Linked DNA regions of Ovis aries: region 1 is linked to region 2. The links are chromatin contacts, called in public Hi-C maps. All regions are on one chromosome and are shown on one strand. Each heading gives the region's core, a stretch centred on a gene start, on an enhancer-like site or on the middle of the called end of the contact. The rest is flanking DNA. Distances are from core to core; before and after follow the strand shown.

Region 1 (3,060 bases), core at 59-2,558, 420 kb after region 2:
AGAATACCCTTATGTACATGTAATAAAAACAATGCTGCTGCTGCTGCTGCTGCTGCCAAGTCGCTTCAGTCGTGTCTGACTCTGTGTGACCGCATAGACCACAGCCCATGAGGCTCCCCCGTCCCTGGGATTCTCCAGGCAAGAAACACTGGAGTGGGTTGCCATTTCCTTCTCCAATGCATGAAAGTGAAAAGTGAAAGTGAAGTCACTCAGTCGTGTCCGACTCTTAGCCACCCCATGGACTGTGGTCCACCAGGCTCCTCCGTCCATGGGATTTTCCAGGCAAGAGTGCTGGAGTGGGGTGCCATTGCCTTCTCCAAAAACAATGCTAGAAAATCTTATTCTTTTTATTAAGCTGCAAAAGGGGATCCTTGCAAAGCAAGTCTGTAGGTGCCTCCCTCATTCCCATGCCATAGGCCACCCTCTTCCAAACAGATCGCTGCCTAGCCCCTTCTTTTTAGAAATTCTAGAGGTCTTAAAGGCCATAGAAAGGCTTCCCTGGTGACTCAGATGGTAAAGAATCCTCCTGCAGGACGAGGAGGGTTTGATCCCTGGGTGGAGAAGATCCCCTGGATAAGGTAATGGTTACCCACTCCAGTTTTCTCCCCTGGAGAATTCCGTGGACAGAGACTCCTGGCAGGCTACAGTCCATGGGGTCCCAAAGAGTCAGAGACGACTGAGCAACCAACACTTTCACTTCACAGAACATAGACACAAGGCAGATGAATGGCCCTTTAGACAAGGCTGTCCCATTGCTTATGCTCAGCTCGCCTGGAGGTTCCCGGCTGTTGGAAGCTCCCCCATGGCTGCGTCTCCCCCTTCTGCCGGCCTGCTCAGAGTGCTAACAGGGTCTTTCCAGAACCCCTCGGTCACACTCTGGGGGTGGGGAGTTGGGGTGTCTGCCTGGCCTATCTAGGTGCCAGTCCACTTAGTCCACTTCCTCAAGCCTGGCCACCCCCGGGGGATACAGGGCTGGTGTAGGCAAGTGGAACGTGCAGGGCTGGCACTGTCAATTCGAGCATCATGAGAGGGTCTGATGACTCCAAAAACAAGTTCTTGAGTCAGCACCAGCGTCCACATGGAAACGAATTGAGCCTGGGGGTGTTTAGAACCAACCACGGGGCAGAAGGGAGGGGAATGTACCCTAAGTCCGGTCTCTGGTGGGCTCAGGGCTCTAGGGCCATGAAGGGCAAAGGGCGGCTTGAGATTCAAAAGCGCCACAGACCTGCCTCCGTGGTCTTCGGCCGCCGCAGAGCCCCCGAGGGGAGGATGAGCGCCGACTGGCGGCGGGCCGTGGAGGCGGCCACAGACTGAGCGAGCCCGGTAACGTGTCACGCCGAGAGCCGGCTCCGTGCCGGCGGCGACGTTGCACAACTTGCCCCGGGGGACACCGTTCTGACAGAGTCCAGTGGAAAGTTGCCCCTTGGAGTGAAGCTAGGCAGCGGTCCTGTCTCGGCCTGTGAGGACCCCACAAGCCAGCGGAGGAGCGGGAACGCTGGAGCAGGGGCTTTCTGGACAACGGATTTGCGTCCAGGGCGAAGGCTGTGGAGGGCGTGTTGGGTCTGCCTAGAGCCTAAGTGCTTGAGATGGGGATGGAAAAGGAGGGCGGGGATAGCTGTGAAGGGTCCCCAGGGCCATACTGGGGAATTCAGGTTTTATCCTGGGCCAGACATTTTAAATATAAGTGGCTTGGAGATATGCAGTTTTAGGCCAGCACAATGTTTAAAAAAGTTCTGAAGGGCTTCCCTGGCGGTCCAGTGGTTAAGACTCCGGGCTCCCAGTGCAGGAGAGCAGACTTCTTTCATGCAAGATTGGAGGGACACGAAAGAAGTCAAACCACCAGCCTGCAGGCAGCCACAAGCAGGTTCCGGGTACAACAGGGCGCAAGTGGTGGCTACTGGGCGGATGGAACACTGAAGACCCCTAAAGAGGGAACGAGCGCCATCTTGTGGCCATTTCTGGAGTAGCCGTAGAGAAGTGGGACACGTTTCTGTATTTTGTTCCAATTCTGTTTCAGGTCTCCAGCAAAGCAGAAAAAAAAAAAAAAAAAAAAATCCAGAAAGTAGTGTAGTATCTGCGGGCTTCCCCAGGTGGCTCAGTGGTAAAGAATCAGCCTATAATGCAGAAGATGTGAATTCGATCCCTGGATCAGGAACCCTGGAGAAGGAAATGGCAACCCGCTCCAGTATCCTTGCCTGGGAAATCCTATGGACAGAGGAGCCTGGCAGGCTACAGTCCCCAGTCACAAAGAGTTGGACACAACTGACCAACTAAACAGCCTAAAGGCCAGAAACAACAAATTTAACACATTCCCTCTTCTCTGATCACAACTGACCTCCTTCATATTCCCCAAACAGTTCACACTGGTGCGAGGGTTGAGGGTGGAGGATCCTTTATGAGCGCTTGACCTCCTGCTTTGACTCAACTTTGGAGTTAAGTTTGGGTTCTCAGGAGGTCTCCTATTTTCCAGCGAGCTTCCCTATAAGATCTCTGCTCTCTACACATTCTTATTCAACAAACACTGCATAGCTTGTTTACCTTTAAGCTTGAGAGGCATTTAGAAGTAGACGGAGCTGCAACTAACTTCCCTAGAGGTGGTTTTCAAAGGACCCTGACAAGCGAGTGTTGGTACAGTCACGGGGCCTTGGCACGGTCTACTGTGGGGCTTCTCTTCCTTTCCAAAGCTGCTTTTCCACCCACACTCACACGTGTGAATTGGGCCTCTCTCAACACAAGCCTGATCTAAGTGGGTAGAGTCCCAAACCCAGACACATGGGTCCTTTTTATCACCCGTAAGGTCAGCAATGCTGACCACCCCTAGGAGACAGATGAGAAGGCAGGTCTGAAGGCGTTTTAAGAAAAGCAGATCTAATCACCTTAAATCTTTTAATTTAATTACGATTTAAGGTTTAATCACTTTTAATCACCTTAAATCTATGGTGGCATAAGTTGTGGTGTACATGTTTATGAATTTGTCTTATTTCAGTCATGTCCTACTCTGTGTGACTCTATGGACTGTAGCCTGCCAGGCTCCTCTGTCCATGGGATTCTCCAGGCAAA
Region 2 (2,739 bases), core at 106-2,605:
GAGGTGATTATGTTATTTTTGAGGGGAGGCTGAAAACCAAGACTGTCATCTGGTGGAATATTTACCCCAGACAGGTGAAAGGACTGCTTCACCTGATCACTGACTGGGATAAGGCATCTAAAGTAAGCACCTGCATGGGGAAGTAAGCACCTGCATGGGGCATCTGTGGGGCTGCTTCCATATAGCATTGCCAGCAGTCATTGGAGACTTGTTTGTTGTGTATTTAATTCCTCAGTCCTGTCTGACTCTTTTGCGACCGCATGAACTGGAATCCGTCTGGTTCATCTGTCTATTGGATTTCCCAGGCAAGAATACTGCCACAAGTTGACATTTTCTCCTCCAGGGGATCTTCCCCATCTAGGGATCGAACCCTTCACTTTGAATCTTCTCCACTGACAAGCGGATTCTTTACCACTGCACCACCTTAATAGGTGGGTCTAAAAGCCATAGGGGCTTCCTAGGTGCCACTAGTGGTAGAAAACCCCCCTGCTAATGTAGGAGAGAGCTAAGAGATACAGGTTCAGTCCCTGGGTGGGGAGGATCCCCTGGAGGAGCGCGCGGCAACCCACTCCAGTATTCTTGCCTGAAGAATCCCATGGACAGAGGAGCCTGGAGGGCTACAGTTCATGGAGTCTGAGAGTCAGGCACGACTGAAATGACTTAGCACGCACGCAAAGACCATGCAAGATCCAGGGTCTGTTTTGGTGAATATAGTGCAGAGACCAAGTAATATTGGCTTGCTATGCCTGACACTGAGGACGCTAAATTACCTTTCAGGTAGAAAAGAACATAAGTAGAAAGGACAGGGTGGAGGTTGAGGGGAAGAGCCCGCATTCCTAGTGTTTTAGGACACTGTTGGAAAGAGGTCAATGGGTGGGACAGAGATGCAGGACGGTCGCTCTCTCGGAGAGCGGGGCCTGAACTGTCTACAAAAGCACTTGATTCTTCCAACCAGACGAAGCTGGATTAAAGCGAATGTCAGGCAGTCTCAAACCTCTTGAAGAGCAACAGAAAACACTACTGGAGGAGGGAGGGGTCGTGAGCGGGAGCCGCTGACAAGCGAAGGAACAAGCAGACGTTACCAACTTCTTCGGTTGCACCGCCTTCCAGCCTAGCCCTCAAGAGCCGGCAGGTCTAGTGCTGGCTCTCCACCAAACAGCGACGAAGAAAACATTCCGAGACGGTAATTGGCTCGATTGCCCAGCACAGTCCCGGACTCAGAATCTGAGCAGCAGTTGGCTGAGGGGTTGCCAGTGGCGACAGATCGCGCACAGGCGCAGTAAGCATCAGTGGAGGCCCGGTGGCTGCTAGGCAACGGGAAACAGTCTAGGCTTAAGAGACAACTTTCTACTCCCAGATCTGTCTTTGCTCTGTCTCAGGAGACCCTCAGAGGCGGCTGCTTCTCTAGCCTGACTTGGTGAGTCCTGAGGAATCGAGCTGTGGGGCTGAACTACGACTTCTAGGCAAGAGACTCAGCGTGACCTTTGGAGTATAGAAGGAAAGGCACAGAGAGGCAGAGAAAGTCACATTTTAATGATACCTACTACCTACCTACCAGTTTACAGAGCTGGAAACTGAGCACTAGAGATACCAAGAGACTTGTTCAAGATCTCTCACTGAGTGGTCAGATCTGGACCTGTTTCAATATGGTAGCCACTAGCCACACGGGGAAGGGGGTGAGCCTCTTCTGAATTAAAATGTTTCCTAAAGGTGAAATAATTCCCCGATGTAGTAACAAAAAATAAAACTATCACATTAACAAAGTTTATACTGATTATATGTTGAAATGATAATATTTTAGTTATATTAAATAAAAAACATTATTAAAATTAATTTATTTTTAACTCGCAGACTTAGAAAAGGAACTCTATGTTTGCCAGGGGGAAGCATGGGGGAAAGGGGTAGTGAGGGAGAAGCTGGGATGAAGACATGTACATACTGCTATATTTACCATGGATAACAACCAAGGACCTACTGTATAACACAGGGAACTCTGCTCAATGTTACATGGCAGCCTGGATGGGAGAGGAGTTTGAGTAAGAATGAAAACATGTATATGTATGGCTGAGTCCTTTCACTGTCCACCTGAAACTATCACAACATTGTTTGTTAATTGGCTATACCCTAATACAAAATAAAAAGGTAAAAAATTCTTTTTATGTTCCTTTTTGTTTTTAAATATGGTTACTTAAAATTTTTTAATTATGTAGGAGATTTGCATTATATTTTGATTGGCCAGTGCTGTTCTAGACTAAAACCTGGACCTGCTGACACCTGGTTTAAGACCTTGTGTGTGATAATACTGTTTTTAAGAAAAGTATTTCCATCCATGTGATGGGACTGGAGTGTGAGTGTTGGTGAAAGTACAAGACCATTACAAAAGACTGATAGTTCTAGTATTCTGGGGCCTTGCTACTCAAAGTTTATGAATTAGAATCTGCTTTTTCACAAGCTTCTCAAGTGATTCTCATCTTCATAAAATCCCCCAAAGCACTATTTTATGATTTAGCCATCAACTCTTTTTTTCCCCCTTTATTTGGTTTATCTGTAAGTATCTAGGCTAGATATCTCAGATTGCCTGTGTTAGAATTACCTTTCTTTTGAACACCACTGCCACCCTCAGAAATATTTTGCACACTCAAGTGTGAGAAAGAATCTCACTATGATTTCATTTCTATTCATCCTTCCAAATCTGGACTAGTGGGCTTCCCAGCTGGCACTTAGTGGTAAAGAACCTGC

Evidence for each region. Hi-C and Micro-C count contacts between places; a contact is called where the count stands out from the background.
Region 1: a Hi-C map of tail adipose tissue shows a contact between it and region 2, with 6 times the contacts expected there. The contact joins the enhancer-like site here to the promoter of DNAH6 in region 2. A contact is called at or near these places in 8 of 16 Hi-C or Micro-C datasets (blood, liver, mesenteric adipose tissue and 4 more).

The regions. Positions count from the first base shown.
Region 1 is chr3:56,790,838-56,793,897 of ARS-UI_Ramb_v3.0, forward strand. No RefSeq gene overlaps it. Among named protein-coding and RNA genes, the nearest start is that of TRNAF-GAA, 14 kb to the right of the region's middle. Within about 2 kb of position 1,309, at least 19 of the 54 cell types and tissues checked have an H3K27ac peak or open chromatin away from gene starts, as enhancers often do. A contact at or near this core is called in liver and tail adipose tissue, where this site is marked.
Region 2 is chr3:56,368,228-56,370,966 of ARS-UI_Ramb_v3.0, forward strand. It overlaps DNAH6 (dynein axonemal heavy chain 6), which reads left to right and starts at 1,356. Exons shown (of 77, transcript XM_004005864.5): 1 at 1,356-1,417.